6 separate regions of the Sus scrofa genome follow, and regions 2, 3, 4, 5 and 6 are each linked to region 1. A link is a contact called in public Hi-C, HiChIP or PLAC-seq and promoter capture Hi-C data. All regions are on one chromosome and are shown on one strand. Each heading gives the region's core, a stretch centred on a gene start, on an enhancer-like site or on the middle of the called end of the contact. The rest is flanking DNA. Distances are from core to core; before and after follow the strand shown. Region 1 holds the start of TTPAL (alpha-tocopherol transfer protein-like). Region 2 has its middle 20 kb from the start of ADA. Region 3 holds the start of OSER1 (oxidative stress-responsive serine-rich protein 1). Region 4 holds the start of ADA (adenosine deaminase). Region 5 holds the start of GDAP1L1 (ganglioside-induced differentiation-associated protein 1-like 1). Region 6 overlaps PKIG (cAMP-dependent protein kinase inhibitor gamma).

Evidence for each region. Promoter capture Hi-C pulls out the DNA fragments that hold promoters and counts their contacts. A called contact is a pair of places that touch in the nucleus more often than the background predicts. HiChIP or PLAC-seq counts read pairs in DNA pulled down with a chosen protein or histone mark.
Region 2: a contact with region 1 is called in a promoter capture Hi-C map of fetal liver, with 2.3 times the contacts expected there. The contact joins the enhancer-like site here to the promoter of TTPAL in region 1. A contact is called at or near these places in 3 of 5 promoter capture datasets (fetal liver and liver), 9 of 47 Hi-C or Micro-C datasets (embryonic fibroblasts, fetal heart ventricle, heart right ventricle and 6 more) and 2 of 2 datasets of contacts at active chromatin or transcription factors (alveolar macrophages and skeletal muscle).
Region 3: an H3K27ac HiChIP or PLAC-seq map of alveolar macrophages shows a contact between it and region 1. The contact joins the promoter of OSER1 here to the promoter of TTPAL in region 1. A contact is called at or near these places in 1 of 5 promoter capture datasets (liver), 17 of 47 Hi-C or Micro-C datasets (alveolar macrophages, embryonic fibroblasts, epiblast stem cells and 11 more) and 2 of 2 datasets of contacts at active chromatin or transcription factors (alveolar macrophages and skeletal muscle).
Region 4: a contact with region 1 is called in a promoter capture Hi-C map of fetal liver, with 2.6 times the contacts expected there. The contact joins the promoter of ADA here to the promoter of TTPAL in region 1. A contact is called at or near these places in 1 of 5 promoter capture datasets (fetal liver) and 2 of 2 datasets of contacts at active chromatin or transcription factors (alveolar macrophages and skeletal muscle).
Region 5: a Hi-C map of epiblast stem cells shows a contact between it and region 1, with 2.3 times the contacts expected there. The contact joins the promoter of GDAP1L1 here to the promoter of TTPAL in region 1. A contact is called at or near these places in 12 of 47 Hi-C or Micro-C datasets (embryonic fibroblasts, epiblast stem cells, fetal skeletal muscle and 8 more) and 1 of 2 datasets of contacts at active chromatin or transcription factors (skeletal muscle).
Region 6: a Hi-C map of omental adipose tissue shows a contact between it and region 1, with 2.3 times the contacts expected there. The contact joins the enhancer-like site here to the promoter of TTPAL in region 1. A contact is called at or near these places in 4 of 5 promoter capture datasets (fetal liver, fetal skeletal muscle and liver), 24 of 47 Hi-C or Micro-C datasets (alveolar macrophages, blood, brain and 14 more) and 2 of 2 datasets of contacts at active chromatin or transcription factors (alveolar macrophages and skeletal muscle).

The regions. Positions count from the first base shown.
Region 1 is chr17:46,883,508-46,886,359 of Sscrofa11.1, forward strand. It overlaps TTPAL (alpha-tocopherol transfer protein-like), which reads left to right and starts at 1,374. Exons shown (of 5, transcript XM_001926994.4): 1 at 1,374-1,528.
Region 2 is chr17:47,091,137-47,093,988 of Sscrofa11.1, forward strand. No RefSeq gene overlaps it. Among named protein-coding and RNA genes, the nearest start is that of ADA, 20 kb to the left of the region's middle. Within about 2 kb of position 1,400, at least 7 of the 83 cell types and tissues checked have an H3K27ac peak or open chromatin away from gene starts, as enhancers often do. A contact at or near this core is called in fetal liver, where this site is marked.
Region 3 is chr17:46,684,753-46,687,604 of Sscrofa11.1, forward strand. OSER1 (oxidative stress-responsive serine-rich protein 1) reads right to left here and starts at 1,392. Exons shown (of 4, transcript XM_021078054.1): 1 at 1,244-1,392. It also overlaps LOC106506689.
Region 4 is chr17:47,070,882-47,073,733 of Sscrofa11.1, forward strand. It overlaps ADA (adenosine deaminase), which reads right to left and starts at 1,351. Exons shown (of 12, transcript XM_021077978.1): 1 at 1,189-1,351. The coding sequence starts at 1,221.
Region 5 is chr17:46,707,872-46,710,723 of Sscrofa11.1, forward strand. It overlaps GDAP1L1 (ganglioside-induced differentiation-associated protein 1-like 1), which reads left to right and starts at 1,389. Exons shown (of 6, transcript XM_003360003.4): 1 at 1,389-1,778. The coding sequence starts at 1,599.
Region 6 is chr17:47,031,464-47,034,315 of Sscrofa11.1, forward strand. All of the region lies in intron 3 of PKIG (cAMP-dependent protein kinase inhibitor gamma), which reads left to right. Among named protein-coding and RNA genes, the nearest start is that of ADA, 39 kb to the right of the region's middle. Within about 2 kb of position 1,443, at least 1 of the 83 cell types and tissues checked has an H3K27ac peak or open chromatin away from gene starts, as enhancers often do. A contact at or near this core is called in omental adipose tissue, where this site is marked.

The sequences.
Region 1 (2,852 bases), core at 124-2,623:
AAGGTATGTGGAAGCTCCTGGGTCCGGGATTGAACCTGAGCCACAGCTTCCACCTACTTGGGGTCTTTAATCCACTGCACCAGGGCCTGGGATGGAAGCCATGTCTCCACAGTGACCAGAGCCACTGCAGTCGATTCTTACCCCACTGCCCCACAGTGGGAATTCCATGAAATTCAAATTTAACTGATGTTTGGTACTTTATAATAGAGGTAGTGGAGCCAGAGCAGGAATAAAAACTCATGACTTCCAGGATTCTCTCTGACCTCAACCTAGCATCTGACAAAAACTGCTGTGTTCTTGCGGCCCATAGGCATCAGTTCCCATCTCCCTGGGACTCCTCTTGCCCCTAGGGTAGGGAAAAGAAGAGACTGTTTAAATCCACCTTTTGGGTACTCCTTTGGGCTCTTGAGTCCTCCTAGACCACAGAATTTCTCTCCAGAAATGATTTAGTGTCATTACCAAGACACTGGCATTACTCTGCTTGAACGAGGGTCCTAGGAAATTGTGTCAAAGTTGTAGCTGCACAAGATATGCGGTGGTGCTGAGGACTTTAACCGACTGGAGGTTGGGGCTAGTAAAACCTTTTTCAAGCTACCACTTCTGAAAGGGACTTCATGAACCTCAAAGCAGGAAACAATTATTGGATCAAGATTCCAGAGCAAGGGAGTTCCCGTGGGGGTGCAGTGGTTAACGAATCCGACTAGGAACCATGAGGTTGCGGCCTTGCTCAGTGGGTTAAGGATCTGGCGTTGCCTTAAGCTGTCATGTAGGTCGCAGACACTGCTCAGATCTGGCGGTGCTATGGCTCTGGCTGGACTGGCGGCTACAGCTCTCATTAGACACCCAGCCTGGGACTCTCCATATGCCGCGGGTGCGGCTCTAGAAAAGACAAAAAAAGAAAAAAAAAGAAAAAAGGATTCCAGAGCAAGAATCGTGTTATAGATGAGGAAACTGAGGCCCGAGGGGAATGGGAACTTGCTCAGTCACTTGGCTAAAGACAGGCAGACAGATGTCCCCTGAGGAATCTTACCCTTTGGAGCAGCCAGTCCTGGGGGCAGCTCTGGTAGAAAGAAACCTGGACCGCTAACCCCTGGGTCCAGATTTGAAGCACTATACTTCATTGATTGTGTTTTTCCTTTCATAAAATAGTAGCATTTGATTTGAAGATTTAACGAGATGACAGATATAAACTACTAGGTACCTGGTAATCTGTTCTCAGAAAACGACAACATCTTCCCTTGCTTCTCTGGTCCTCAGCTTCCCCCAACTACCCTAGCCAAAGCTGCTCACGCTCCCCGAACCTCCCACGCCGCCTTCCTGACCGCCAGGTGGGGACCGAAAGCTAAGACTGCCAGGAGACACCGCACATGCGCACTCACAGTGGCGCGGCCGCCTTCCCACGCCCTATGTACGTCACTTCCGGCGAGCGGCCGGGCCGGCCGGGCAGGGAGTGCGGGTCGCTTCTGTGTACGCTGCGGACGAGGCTCCCGCTGCCGATTGACCCGCGCTCCGCCCCGTAGCCGGGCCGGTGAGTGCCCGCGAGCCCGTGTGCCCCGGGGGCCGGGGAGAGGGACCCCTGAAAGGGAGGGATAAGCAGTAATGGGGCACCTGAGTAGAGAGAGACCCCAGGAAATGGGGACACAGGGGAAGGGGTAACAACCGGAAGTGGGGGGGGCCTCGGAAGGTTGTGAACAGGACTTGGGGTCTCTTGGCTTCAGGAACGATGGGTTCCTGACCTCTCCTTGAGGTGGGGTGGGGAGAGGAGAAGGGTGATGCTCGAAAAATGACAGCTCCGGGTGAGGAAGATTCCCGGCTTCACCCTATCAAATGGTGGTTGCACCCATCCCTCAGTTCATTCACCAGCCTATGACTGGGTCCTGCTCAATGCTTGATACTGCTGAAGCCCTGGAAATTAAACAGGACGCTCTAGATGCGGTGTAGAGCCCAGTGTGGGGCTAAGTACATCCTTGCTCTGCCTCACTTGCTGTGTACCCTTGAGCATTTAACGTCACATCATCCATCACTAGTATTTACAGAACACCGTCATAGGTCAGGCACTGGGGATAGCAGTGAATGTGGCAGGCAAGTGGGAATTTACATTCTAGTGGCCAGTTATCCCCTTGTAAAATAGGAACAGTATGAGTGCTCTCACCGGATATTGTGAAGAGTAAACAAGAGATGGATGTAAAGTGCTTATCAGGGAGTTTGATTCATGATAAAGCATTCAAATGCATACAATCTCTTTTCATAATTACACTGTGAGTTGAACTTCATAAGGCAAAGAATTGTATTGTTCGTTTTTGTGTGTCCAGTACCTATAAGCACAGTATCTGACATACCAGGTGATCGATAGTTATTTTATAAATGTATGGATGGATGGAACTGAGGAGTTTTAGGTAAGCACATAGCATACTGGACTGCAGTTCTAAAAGGAACTCAGTTCTGTGGAAAACTGGAGGGAGTCACCCTGGGGGAATCAAGGAAGGCTTGGCAGAGTAGGTGACATTGAAGCTGGGCCTGGAAGGTGATGATTTATCTGGTTGGGAACAAACAAGGTGAGGAAATTCCAGGCAGAGGTATCAGAAATGCATGAGGTGTTCCAAGAATAGTAGGTCATTAGTTTGTTATGGCTGGCATTTAATGTGCATTGAGAAGGGGGAAGGTGGGAGAGTGGCTGGAGAGGGACTTGGAGCCTAGGCCTGTAGTCCATGGACACTGCAGTCTGTCCGTCTCCTGGCTAAGTGCTGGATTGGGATTATAGGTATCTGCTGGCAACTCCCAGGAAAAGAAGCCAGGGTGGGTCCCATGAAGCACAATTGTTGATCTGTTCCTCACTCAGCATATCTCTGCCA
Region 2 (2,852 bases), core at 150-2,649, 210 kb after region 1:
AGGAATGGGCTGAAAGAGCAGAGGGCAGCAGCTGAGGATGGATTATCTGGAGCCTCCGGCATCCTCCTTGGGCTCCTTCTGGGAGGAGAGGAGTCACGTTTAAGGCAAAGAGAGACTCACAATGGGAAAGGCACCGGGGCTGATGGAACCCCACAGCCCGCCCCAGGCCCTCCTGACTCAGGAAGGCGGAAGGCAAGGTTAGCTGTCACCAGACCCCTGACCCCATGATGGCCTGGCCCAGCCCCCGATGGTCCCTGCTCCAGGCCAGGCCACACCAGGTGGCAATGCCCTCAGAGCAGATCTGTGGAGCCAGCTGCAGCCTGGGACAGATTGGGACCGGCCTGCCTTGGTGCACCCTCCTTCCCTCCCCATCCATCGGGAAGCTGGGCCCCTGGTCTCAGCCAACTCTAATAACAACCATTCTCCTCTGTGTGGTGCACCACACAGGCTCCACCCCGGGCCTCATGGGACTGTCTTAATGGCCTGCAAGGAAGGGATGGAAAGAGGGGAGGGAGGGGGAGAGAGGGTATGGGGGAGCGGGGGGAGAAAAAGACAGAGAGAAAGAGAGAAACCAGGGCCCAGAGAAGGGCCAGTGCGTGTGTCTACTTCCCCCAGGGGACTATGAGCCACTCAAAGTGAAGGATTAGGTCTTGGTCATTTGGTCAGAGGAAACAGCAAATGCAAAGGTCCTGGGGTAGGAATGCATTTGGCCTCTATCATTTGGAGAATGATGCAGGTCAGTGAGTGAGAAGAATTATAGGAGATGAGCTGGAGAAGTGGACACCAGCCAGATCACGCAAGGCTGTGTAGAACATGAAAAGGAGTCTGGCTTTTATTCCAGTTGCCAAGGAAGGCTCTGGAAGGTGCCTACTCTGAGAGCAGAGAAGATAACAGCCAGTAAGACAGGTCTGTCTTCATCTTCTGGCACCCAATGTGAGAAGCAGGTAGTTGAGTGTCCAGTCACAGAGAATGTGACACACACATGCCATGCTGGGGAATCCAGGGGTGGTGAGAGGACAGAAGGGCCCTGCCTTAGCCCAAGTGCCCAAGAATACTTCCCAGGGGAAGAGACGTTTCCTCTTGAGATCTGACAGCCGAACCAGAGCTAGCCAGTTTGAAAGAGAGTCGCAGGAAAGGATGGGAAGTGACAGTCCAGGCAAAGGGGACAGTGAGTGCAAATGTCTGAAGAGAGGAACAGCCTGGGGCTTTGGGACCATAAGAAGTTCAATACGGCTAGAAGGTAGGATGCAAGCAGGGGCTGGCCTGGGAGATGATGAGGGGTGAGGATGCTGGCACGAGTCTGCTTCTCTCACTTGACATCGTATGAACCTTGCCCTATGTCAGGAAGCATTCTTGTACGGTAGGACTTAACTTCAAAGGGCTGCATTGTATTATTCCACTAAACATTCTGTTGCATAGTAACCAGTCCCCCAGTGTTGACCATCAACATTCCTTCTGGTTTCCACATTATAAACAATGCCGTGATGAACATCTTTGTCCAGATCTCTTAGTGCACATGTATCATCTCCATGCAGTAAAGACGGAAGTCATGGGGGCTGCCTTGGAAAGGTATGAGTCAGAGCTGTTTGCCAAACCAGTCCTGGGACCTCCTGGACAGCCCTTTTCTGGGTGTCTGCTTAAGGGGCCATACGCAGAGAGATGTTGGGAGAAGGTTTCAGGGAATGATAAAGAGCCCCGGCCATCAACTCTGGCTGCCCAGGCCAGATAAAGAGTAGGGAGGAGCCCCAGGCTCTGGGCCCCACATGTCCTGTAAGCTGCATGCTTGTCTGCCCAGCCGGCCTGGCACACCTGCTCTGGACCCCTTCCAAGAAGCCAACAAAGTACTTAAGGTGCAGGTCTAAAAAGTTGGGGTGTCAGATGTGGGGTTCAAACCCTTCGCTCCTCAGGGAGAAGCTCAGAGTTTGGGGTTCCTTCCTGGTGGTGGGTCAATGTGCCAGGAACGGGGTTCACAGTGAGATTGTGTCTCAGCCTCTCCTACCTGCATTGATGTAGGATTTTCCCCCATTCTCCTGATGTGTAGGTGTCGCTCCGCCAGTTTTGGAGGGTTTTTTTTTTTTTTTAGAGGAAACCACTTCATATGTTGCTGGAGATTCGGTGAGTCCATGGGAATGAGATGAGTTCAGTGTCGCCATCTTGAACCGGAACTGCAACAAAGGGATTCCATTCTGAGCATGGACCCTCAGAATGCGCCGTGGTTCAAATCCCAGCTCTGCCACCAAAGAGCTGAGCTCGGGCCGCCTCCTCAAACTCTCTGAATCTCAGTGTCCTCGTCTGCCCAATGGGGAAGATAACCTCCCACGGCTGTTGTGAAAGTTCAATGAGAATAAAATACAATTTCTTTCCCTTAAAAAAAAAGAAAAGTTCAGTGAGATTACCAAGTACTTGGCCCATGGTCTATGCCCCCAATAAGTGATGGAGTATCTTTTCTTTGTCATCTTGGGTCTCCATCCTTTAAAACAATTATTATAGCAGTTTATTGAGATAAAATTCACATGCTATATCATGTGCCCATTTCAAGTATTCAATTCAGTGGCTTTTTTTTTTTTTACCATATTCATCACAATCAAATTTGGAACTTTCTCATCATCCCCCCCCCAAAAAAAAACCCCCTGTAGTCCTTTCCTCGTCCCCACCCTGTGGATCTCCGTCCCCTCCCAGCCCATGGCACATCAATTTATTTTCTGTCTCTATGGATTTTCTTTTTCTGGACAGTTCATATAAATAGAATCATACAAAATGGGAATCACACGGTCTTCTGTGACTGACCTATTGCACTTGGCATAATGTTTTCAAGGTCTATCCATATTGTAACACGCATCAGTACTTCATCC
Region 3 (2,852 bases), core at 142-2,641, 200 kb before region 1:
AAATCATAACATGTTTGTAATTACAAAAAGGCTTATTATGCTCCGCCCTATTCCCGGCCTCCCATTCACTCAAATCAAGAGCTAAATAACTCAGTGAAACATGTATCGTTTTCCCCTTCTTCACTGATAAATTCATAAATTTGTGGGATGGATTTCTGCCGTTTTTTACTACACTAACTTCTTGAAATTGAACGATCCCCCTCAAAGATCAAACTTTTTAAAAGGCCTATTAGAAATTACCTTAAGTCAAATAACATAGGGCCTCGGATTTTCCTTAGCCTTTCAAAAAAAACCAAAATTATTCTAAGTTCCTTCATCAAAAGGGCAAATTCCTGATTTTCTCTGATTGTCAACAAAAGCTATGGGTCACAATCTTATTTACATCTTGCAGTTTTAACCGAGACCTCTTCGAACGTCAGGCCTAGGTCCAAATTTCCAGGACCCTGAAAAGACCGGAGAACGATCAATAAAAGATCTGCGCGTAAGCGTGTCATCACAATGTTAAAATATTTAGAAAATTTCCCAACCCACCAGGAAGCGTGGAGTTCGGGAAAGAAAACCGAATCCAGCAACTCTGCAAGGCGCAAATAAAACTAGGTTCAAACAATCGACCCGGGTGTCTCTTCTACCCACTCAACTCCCTAAACTCTCGGTACTAGAGCCCGATGTTAATTCTTCTTACCCAGAAAGTGGATCGGTCGTGGTTCAACAGGATTTGGGGAGAGGGAGGCTCAGAACCTGAGGGGTTCGGATAGCGGGGAGCTGTCCAGGGCCTTAGCTCTGCCCGCCCGAGGTCCTGCAGCTGGAAGTCGCCCCCTGAGGATACTCTCCGGGCCAAAAGGAGAGGATACAGTAGGGCCAAGGGGCAAGGGATGCAGGAGGAGGAGGGAGCAAAGCCGAAGCGGCAGCCAACGAGACTGGGGCGCGGAAAAGGGCGGGAAGGGGCAAAGGGCTGCCGAGGAGGACGAAAAGGGGAAGCTACGGCCAGGCGGGAGAGGGCGGAGGCGCGGGGCGGGGGTCGCGGAGGCGGGAAGGGGCGAAGAGAGCGGGGCTCGGGTAGTGCCAGGCCGCGGCGGCGGACGGAGCGCGGAGAGGCGCAGGCCCGGCTGGGCCCAGACAGCCAGAGCCGTGGGACGACGCGACGCGACGCGAGAGGGCTCAGAAGCGGCTGCCCGCTGCCAGGCCGGGCCTCGAGGCCGAGACGCGGTGCTACGGAGCTTCTCCGTCAAGTCTGGGCACTCACCTCCTCGCGGCAGGGTCGCTCCGGTGAGCCAGTCTCGTCAGTTCAGATCGTCTCTCCCCGATCGTCGCGCCTGACTGACCCGGATCTAAACCCGCGGAGGGGGCGGCCCGCTCCTCCGGAGTCGCTCTGCGCCTGCGTCACTCGGGCACGCCCCCCGCCCCCTGTTCGCGCTCCTCCTACCCCCCGTGACTCGGCAGCGCGGCAGGCAGCGACTGCGCAGGCGCGGAGCTGTAGCCGCGCCTCTCAAACGCCTTGCACCCGCCCCTCTCAAAACACGTGCGCCTGACGCCACTTCCTGTTATTCTCTTCGCTCGCTCCTCCCTTCTCAAAGAGTTTGCTGGGGATGGCTTTCTGGGGCATGCCTGCTTCCTTCTCTTGGTCAGGTGAGTGACTGGGTGAGTGAGGGTTGTTTCTCGCTGTCACGGAGCCACCTCGATTTTCCGCGGTCTCCCTGTGCTTGGAGCGCTACCTGGAGTCAACAAGGCTACGGAATTCCGCGAGGTGAGGCCCAGGTGGGTGGATCTTTACGCAACGGAGCCACCTCTGAACGCTCCGCGCGAGTCTCCTGGATGCGCGAATCTGGACTGCCGGCGGTATCGCTGGGGCTCGAACACCAGCCTTCGCCTCCTGGGGATCCCCCAGGGCTGCAGAAAAGCAAGGGGGAATCCGACACAGCTAGTACCGTGAACATTAGGCCGAAATTGGAACTGAAATGCGTTTACAAAATACCTTTGTTGTTTCCCTCTCTGGCTTTCTCCATTCTGTTAAATGAGGACGTTGGACTGCTTCAGCACATCTCGTTGTTTTCAGGCATGGACTCCGTTGAGAATCTGGTGAGAATCGTAGGCCGCCTCGACAGAGACGTGCACAGGCATACCAAATTTTGCAAAAAGGTTTGGGCAGTTCACCTAAGCAGGTAATTTTTAGGGATCTTTTCCTTTTGTAGGACTCCGACGGTTGCTTGGATGGCAGACAGAGAAGGGATGGGCTGAGCAACGGCTGCTACTCCCTCCAACACCAGCTCACTCACCATGCCCCAGTTCCACGTCCGCACTTCTCAGAGCTTTGTGGGAAAAGATGCTCTTCCTCAGTAAAATGGGCTCGAGTTGGTTCTGGCCAACCTTTGTGTGAGGTTGTCACTTGAACCAAAACTGGACCCTCCCACTCCCCAGTACCTTAGCTATAATCACCTAATTGGATAGGCTGCTGAAAATAGCTTGGTATGTTCAACTTAACTATAGCCAGACTTTGGAATGCCTGGCCCATGTCTGAGGATGGAATCTACAGGTTATTTTATAAGATTGTTAAAGCATGTCTTGGGCCCTGGGTACCTTTTTAAATCCTTGTTCATACCAGAGGCTCAGTAACTGACAAGGGATGAAAGAAACCTGTTAATTGTTAAGTCCCAACATCAAACCAAATTCTAATGATGGCTCCCCGCTTCTTTGCAGCAACCATGCACGTGTTTGCACGTTTAATATTCCTGTAATTTTACACAACAGATGAGGATGACTGGGATTCAGATATTAGCTTGTTCTAGCTCCCTTCTTCTGTGTCACAGTGCTAGGAAGTGACCGAATCAGGATTTAAACAGTCTCAAAAGCCTGGC
Region 4 (2,852 bases), core at 101-2,600, 190 kb after region 1:
GTCAAGGGGCTTTAGATCCATATCAGGATCTACTGCCTTAGGATCCATATCAGGATATGGTGGTTCCCCAGCCCAAGGGTAGAGGGGATCCAAAAGCGTTTTCCTGCAAAGAAAGACACACTAATAAAGGGGCGCTGAGCACCCAAGAGGCATGGGGTGGGGTGGGGGTGGCAGTGTTGCAGCCCTAGTACCTGTGACATCTGGCAGGGAGTATCGAGCATCCGCCCTCCGGTGACCAGGCCCAGGGAGGGGGCCAGGCCTACTTCCTCAGAGTCCCCCCTCCCCCCCACCTTATGATGCTCATCAGCGCCTCTGCGATAATCTGCCATCATTACTCACACCTATTTCTCAGAGAGGTAACTGGAGGCTGACTGCAGCTCACTCCTTCCCCTGACCACCCCCAACCTCCCCCCACCTGCAGTCTCAAACCCTGCTGGACAGACTCCTGAGCCCCTCCCTTCCCTGGACTGAATGGCAGTGCTCTGAAGCCCGCCAAGTGGGCCCAGACCCTCCCTGACCCCACCATTCCCAAGACTCCACAGCTGGTGGGAGGAGGGACAAGGGATTTATCCCCTGGGGCTAGCAGCTGTGGCTTGGCCCCGAGTGAACCCTACCAGGGCCCAGGGCCTAAGGCCCATCGAGCCCCTCTAACGTGGAGAGAGGGGTGCACTGCTCCCCTCTTCCCCTCTCCAGCATGACCTGCCTCACAGGCACATCTACAAACCTGGGCTCCTTGGTGCTCACAAAACCATCATAGTGCTGGGCGTGCACAGCTGTTTCCATTCACCCAGCGCTCGGTATGTGTTGTCCACCACACTAGGTGCCTGTGGGTGTAGACATCCGGCCCCATTTTATAGCCAAGGTTCAGAGAGGTCAAGCCACCTGCCTAGGCTGCTCAGCACAGGTGATGCTAGCATGCCCACTTGACAGACAGTGCAACTGAGACCCAGATGGGCCAAGTCAGAGGCAGAAGCAGAACTTGGGAGGCCCGCCAGGGGCGCCTCCAGATTCAGGACTCTTCCTGTCTCATTGCTTCTCATTAGACAGCCTGGAGGAGGGCAAGGACCTGAGCTGAGGGAAGAAAGCCCCTGCAGGGGCCCTCCTTTTGCTCCCAGGGCTTGGATGCCGCTAAGCCCTCCAGCCAGACAAGGAGCAGACCCCGGACCCCGAGCCCCCGCCCGCGCTCACTTTGGGTTTGTCGAAAGCAGGCGTCTGGGTCATGGTGCCAAGCGTGCGCCCCGGCACTGCTCCCTCCGCCGAAGATCGGTGGTCCACCGCTGGGTCAGTCAGCCGGTCCGCTTCCCCCGGAGCCCGCAGTGACCGCGGCCCGCCACGCTCCCCTTTACGGGGCCTGGCCCCGCCCCGCCCCGCCCCCGGCCCCGCCCCGCCCGCCGCTCCCGCCCCGCCCCGACCGGCAGACCCGCGCAGCGCATTTCCTGGAATTCTTGCCCAGTGGTGGGGACAAGCCCGAGTCCTCTGGGCCGTAGTCCGCCGCCCCAAATCTCTGGCCCGGGACACTGAGTTAGAGCCACCTGTGGGCTTCAGCTCTAGCCGCCTGGCCAGGCTCTGCCTTTCGCCCGGTCCTTCCAGCGGCGTTGACGCTCTTGCCTGGGCGCATACAGTGTGCCAGGCCCGAGCTGGAAGCTGGGAACCGGTGCGCATCACATACCTCGTGGGGCTTGTACTCTACGAGCCAGACACGCTCATCGCAGAATCACACACTATAAATGTGTAATCAGGGAACTTTAATGAGGACCAGCGTGGCCTGCAGGTCGGGGAAGGTTTCTCTGAAGACCTTAAGGCATTCACCAGGTGAAGGTGGTTGGGTCGGTGGGAGTTCGGTGGAAGAGGGCAGCGCAGGTGGAGAGGGCATTCGGTGTGAGAGACTCCAGGCAGCTGGGCAATGAAAGGAGAGGTGGGGGCACACAGCAGATCCCCTCCTAGGCATCTACTATTGAGAAATCTGCCCATAGTGCAGCCAGAGACCGCCTGCAAGAATGTTCCCACGGGCGCTGTTCCTAATAAAAACATTGGAATCACCCAGATGCCTGTCCACAGGCAAGGGGGCAAATAAACTGGAATAGTCACATCAAGGAATATGATACAGCAGTGAAACTGAATGAACTTCAGCAGACGAAACAGATCTATCTCAGAAACAATGTTGGAAAAAAAAGTCCTAGGAGTCCCTGCTGTAATGCAGTGGGTTAAGAATCGGACTCCACCGGCTTGGGTCATTGGGAGGAGAGGGTCGATCCCCGGCCTGGCCAGTGAGTTAAACAATTCCACACAGCTGCCGCAGTGGATTGCCGCTGAGGCTCGGATTCAACCCCTGGCCCTGGGACCTTCCATATGCCACTGGAGGGGCCATAAAAAATAAATAAGTAAAGTCCCAGAAAACTATGTACATTATGGTGCAACTTTTAGATTGTAAAATAAAAGCAAAACCAAAAATATGCATGTTTAGACAAATGTGCATTTGAAGCAAAAAAAAAAAAAAGGTAAAGCAAGTAAAAGATAAACACAAATTTGAGAAGAATGGTTATCTCAGGGAAGTGGGGAAGGGGAGGAGCACACAGATACGTTCAGGTTGTTGGTGATGTTCCAGTATGTGGGTGGGATAGTGGTTCTGTTTCATTTCATTCTAGTATAAATGCATTAATAATAAATGACAGGGGTGGGAGAGTGGAGGGCAAAGGGCGGGAGAGTCAGGCAAGGACCAGATCACATTGGGCCTGTGGGATGCGGTAAGGGTCTGGTCTCTCCCCCCAAGAGTGCTAGAAAAACAATGGAGGGTTTTAAGTGGAGGCAAGATTTGGTCAAACTATTTTTTTTTTTTTCTTTTTTGCCTGTGG
Region 5 (2,852 bases), core at 139-2,638, 180 kb before region 1:
TGTTTTGTACACAGTGAGTGTACAATTAAGATTTGTTGAGATAAATAGTACATATTTCAGTGTGACTGCTCTGAGTCAGCCTCTCTGGATGCATTCAGGTCAAAGATACAGACAGGGACCCAGCTTTTCCACATTGATCCAGTTTCTAAGGTCTTATTTCCCTGATTTCACAGATATTTGAATTTTCCCTCAAGACACACCATGTCCTTTTTCGCAAAATCAAATGATGAGTGAAACATCTTGAGGATGAAATAAAAATTTCATGAAGAGAGCATTTGCTGAACTAGGGAGGCTGATGTGGCAACTGGAATGCAGCTCCAAGCTTCCTGGCAACCAAAGCAAAAAGGGAAACCCATGAGCCACAGAACTTTTGTTATCTGGTAGAAGGAAGAACACTGGTTGCGCCAGAGCTGTGCTCATTGGTCTGGGGCGATGATGATGGGACCAGGAGTCCTTGGTAGCATGATGTGGGGTGGGGGTGAAGGAACAAACTGAGATGCTTATTTTCCTGGTACCATCTATTTGCTCAACAATAAATAAAACATTATAGCAAGGTCAGCAAGGCTATATTAAGGGACTTTATGTAATGTTCCCATGAATGTTTAAGATAAACTAAGTGACAGCAAAGGCACTGCAGGTTCCTCTAGTCGTGCCTGTCTCCAAGGGTGAAGATGTGACCTTGGACCAATGAACTGACATCTCTGAGCCTCACCTCCCTCCTCTGGGAAAAATGATTACTGTGCAGATCAGATGAGATGATGCATGTCCAGCACTTGGGCTGATAAATGCTTGCTGTGCTGTCGTTCAGATGAATGTCATGTTATGACCTTATGGCTGAAAGTGCAGACTCTGGAGCCAGTCAGCCTGGGTTCGAATTTCAGCTCCACCACTTATTAGCTAGGTGACCCTGGGTAAGGTCGCGTACCCTCTCCATGCCTCAGTTTCCTCCTCTGTAAAATGAGGCTAATAGGTTATTGCAAGGGTTAAATGAATTGATGGTCGTCAAGCCCTTAGGACAGTGCCTGGACGCACAGGAGTCCATGCTATCTATGTAAGTGTTCAATAAATCATCTTTGTTCCCTTCTGCCCTTATGGGTCCTCCAGGAAAAGAGTTAGAAAATAACAGCTTCAAAGAGAGACAAGCTATTTCCAGACACTAATGTACAAAAAAAGGGATGGATTTCTATAATGCCAGTTTCCTATTTGCCTTTTAGAAGATTGAGAGGCAGAATGCGTTTATAATGGTGGAATCTTCTTTTAGGTGGCAGGCCAGATTGGAGCTATTGGGGGGCATGGGCCTCTTCCCTGGGGCGCCTAACACCCTTCCACCAAGTCTGACAGAGGACTGGCGGTGGCTTTTCCGGCGCGGGCCAGGGGCGGGCCAAGGAGGGGAGGAGGAGGAGCAGGAGGAGGAGGAGGGAAGGAGCTCCCGGGATCCCCCTCCCCTCCCCCACTCCAGTGAGTAATGACATTCACGGGGAAGGGAGGGCGGGAGGGAGCGAAGGAGAGGGGCAGGCTCGGCGAGGCCATGTGATGCTGGGCGAGAGAGCCGCCGCCGCCGGAGCCTCCCTCTTTCCTCCCTCCGCTTTCGGGCTGTCATGGCGACCCCCAACAACCTGACCCCCACCAACTGCAGCTGGTGGCCCATCTCGGCGCTGGAGAGCGATGCGGCCAAGCTGGTCGAGGCCCCCGACGCACCCGCCGCGGCCAGCCACGCCCATTGGCCCAAGGAGAGCCTGGTTCTGTACCACTGGACCCAGTCCTTCAGCTCGCAGAAGGTAGAGCGCGGAGGGAGCTGGGGAGCCGGGGTGCTGCCGGCGGCTAGGAGCCTTGGGGGAGGGGGCCGGCGAGGGTTGAAGGGGTCTGAAGACCTGGTGAGACTGGAGGGTAGAATCTGGGGTTTCGGGGCCCAGAGAACGGGGGATGCTGGGCTGCTCTCCCAGGAGGTGACGGGCCCTTGTCTGGGGCCCCAGGAACACCGTCCCTAATGCTAGGCACATCCATTCTGCCTTTTTTCCTCCCAGAAAGACCCAGTAGGTTGGGGGGCTGAGAAGAGAGACAAAGGCAAGGGCAAGGAAATGGGCACCGCTGGGAAGGCGGCCTGTTGGAGGGGGCGGCTGCTGCGGGGAGGGGAAGGAGCGCTTCCTGGGGTCCAGCTTCCAGCCCCGAGAGTCCTATTGCAGGTCCTCCCCCCGCGCTGCTGTCCCGGCTACCTTGGGCCTTCAGGTCAAGGCTCCTCTGCTCCTCTGCCTGGCCGGGGGCATTCCTCTGGGTCTTGAAGGGTCTGTCCCTAACCCTCCCCCCAACCCACCCCCTAATCTTGAGCTGAGAAGGAAGGAGTTAACCCATCTCCTCAACCCAGCTCAGCTCGGCCCATAAGATCTTGTGTTTTTTGCTCTTAAAGGCACAGAGGGCTGCATGGTCTCTTCTCAGACCCAGGGAGCTAAAAGGCAGTTGGGAATCGAGCCTGATGTTGAGTTATCAGGGTTCCCGCTTCCTGGGGGTGAGGTCTGGGCACTGCACCTGTAAGACAGGGCGCCTCTAGGGGCGCAATCTCCCACCCTGGGTGGCTGTGCTGTCTGTGGGACATGGATTCAGCACCATGGCCAGGTCCCAGCCACGGTCCAGTTGGGGCCTAAGCATCAGCCCTTGCCTGACCCTTTGACCTCTCTTCTCCCTGAGAGATCCTTTTGTTCCACTCACTCGATTTCCAGATGGAGAAACAGACTCCGTAAAGAGAAAGGGCCTTGTAACCAGACTATCTGGTTTAATTCTTGATCCAGGCTGTTTCATTATCGGGAAAAGGGAATGATAATAACAATAATACCTATTTCTTCTAATCACAACCCCTT
Region 6 (2,852 bases), core at 193-2,692, 150 kb after region 1:
GTATCTGTTGAGATGTCTCCCTTTTCATTTCTCATTTTGTTTATTTGAGTTCTTTCTCCCCTCTTCTTGGTGAGTCTGGCCAGAGACTTGTCAATTTTGTTCATGCTTTCAAAGAATCAGCTCTTGGTTTTATTGATCTTTTCTATTGTTTTTTGAATCTCTCTTTTATTGATTTCCTCTCTGATCGTTATAATTTCCTTCTTTCTGCTGACTTCAGGTTTTGTTTGTTCCTCTTTTTCTAATTCTTTTAGGTGGTAGGTTAAGTTGTTGATGTGAGATTTTTCTTTTTTGAGGAAGACCTGTATTACTATGAACTTCTTTTGCAGCATCCCATAGATTTTGAATGGTTGTGTTTTCATTATCATTCTCTCTCTCTCTCTCTCTTTTTTTTGCTTTTTTTAGGGCCGCATCCACGGCACATGGAGATTCCCAGGCTAGAGGTCCAATCGGAGCTGTAGCCACCGGCCTACACCACAGCCATAGTAGTACAGGATCCGAGCTGTGTCTGCAACCTATACCACAACTCACAGCAGTGCTGGATCCTTAATCCACTGAGTGAGGTCAGGGATCAAACCCACATCCTCATGGATACTAGTCAGGTTCATAAACTGCTGAGCCACAGTGGGAACTCCCCTTCAAATGTATTTTCATTTCCCTTTTTTCTTCTACTTCTAGAATCCCTATTATGCATAGATTGGCCTGCTTTATGTTATCCCATAGATCTCTCATATTGCTTTCTCGTGTTTTTTCATTTGGTTTTCTGTCTGCTGTCCTTATTGGGTGATTTTCATTATTCTGTCTTTCAAGTCACTAATTCGTTCCTCTGCATTATTCATTCTGCTCTTCAGTGCCTTTAACTCAGCTTACATCTCTGCAAGTGAATTTTCTAATTTTTCTTGGCTCGTCCTTATATTTTCTAGTTCCTTTCCAAAGTAATCTGCATTACTGTTCATATCCTCTCTTAATTCCTTCATATTTACTCTTAGTTCCCTCGGTATTTTCACTGTCTCCTTTTCAAACTTGGGGTCTGTTAGACTGCAGAGGTCTATTTCATTGTTTGCTCCTCCAGGTGAATTCTCCAGTTCTTTTAACTGGGAATGGTTCATGAGCTTCATCATTTTTGCTCATATTTTTCTTGTTCTGTGAGTTTAGGGAAAACAACTACTGTTGTCTTGGAAGGCTGTTTATAGGTGAGAGCACCCCTGAGTTTTTTGTGAGGGCTTACTATTGATTTTTGGCATGAGTGCTGCTTTTGGTTTGGGTGCTTGCTGCCTCTTTCCTCAGTGTGTGCAGGCTGTTATCTCCTTGATGGGGTGCTGCACATTCTTCTGTGGAGATGGAGGCAGTGGGCAGAGCTAGTAGCCAGTGCCTGGTTGTTGGGCCTTTGACAGTGGCAAGGACCCACAGGAAGGTGGCACAGGCTACTCCTAGTTGTAGGTGCCTGGGAAGTGTCAATGACCCTCAGGCAGGTGTGGCAGTGCCCAGGGTGTTTGGCAGTGGCACTGGTAAGGTATGTGCATTCCCAGGGGAGTGAGAGCACAACGGGTGTTGCTCAGTTGCAGTGTCCTCCTCTGTGCCAATCTCTGAGGTGACTGGGGCCACAGGTGCTGCCTGTTCACCGACCCCTGGTGGTGCCAGTGCACAGCCACCTGGAGTCTGAGGTGACTGTGGTGGTTTGCCCCAGTCACCTGTAGACCATGCAAGAGGTGCCCCATCAAGCTTAGCCCATGCAGGAGTTACCGCCTCCCATAGCCCAGGCAAGAGGGGCCTATCTCCCATAACCCCTCGCTCTGAGAGTCCACACGTGTGCAGTGAAAGATATTCGTATGGCGGCGGCCCAGCTTCCTCTTGCCATCCCCAGCAGTGGTGTCTTGCTTCTCCTACATGATTTCCTTGATTTACCTCCTCCTGGATTTCCTTGGCTGTGGCGCTCCACTTCCCAGTCCTTAGCACACCGCTCCCACACAGCCAACCATCGTCCTCTCCCTGGAACTGACCTCCAGAGCCTGAGTCTCAGTGCCCAGCCCCCTTCCGAGCATCTCAGGCTGTTGTGTCCCAGGCGGTGGTACCAGTGGTCTGTGTGGCGCTCTCTCCGTTTTGCTCTCCTCAGTCCAGATGCTGCACTTTTCTCTGAGGCTTTGACGTCCCTCCTTCTCAGCTGTTCTCCCCATTGGTTAGGTGGCTTCCCAGGGTATGGGTTCCTTTCCTCTTTCACAGCTCCTCTCAGCAGTGCAAGTCCCATCCTGATTCCTTTCTCTTTCTCTTCTCTTTTTCCTTTTCTTTTCCTACCTGGTTATGTGGAGGGTTTCTTGCCCTTTTTGGAGGTTTAAGGTCTTCTGCCAGCATTCAGCAGATGTTCTGTGGAAATCGTTCTACATGTGGATGGTTTTGTTTTTTTTGTTTTTTTTTTTTTAATGTGTTTGTGGGAGAAGGTGAGCACCCTGTCTTAACTCCTACACCATCTTGATCACTCCTCTCCGGATCCTTTTCCATATTTTGATTTTGAAGTCTGTGGGTCTTTTATATTTTGTAAATAAATTCCTTTGCATGATTTTTTTAGATTTCACATATAAGTGATATAAAATTATGTTTGTTTTACTCTTTCTGACTTATTTTGCATAGTGTGATAATCTCTAGGTCCATCCATGTTGCTGCTAATGGCATTATTTCATTCTTTTTTATAGCTGAGTAATATTCCATTGTATATATGTACCATATATTCCTTACCCCTTCATCTGCCAGTGGACATTTAGGTTGCTCCGTTTTCTTGGTTATTATAAATAGTGCTGCAGTTAACATTGGGGTGCGTGTATCTTTTTGAAGTAGGGTTTTCTCTAGGTACAAATGGTTCT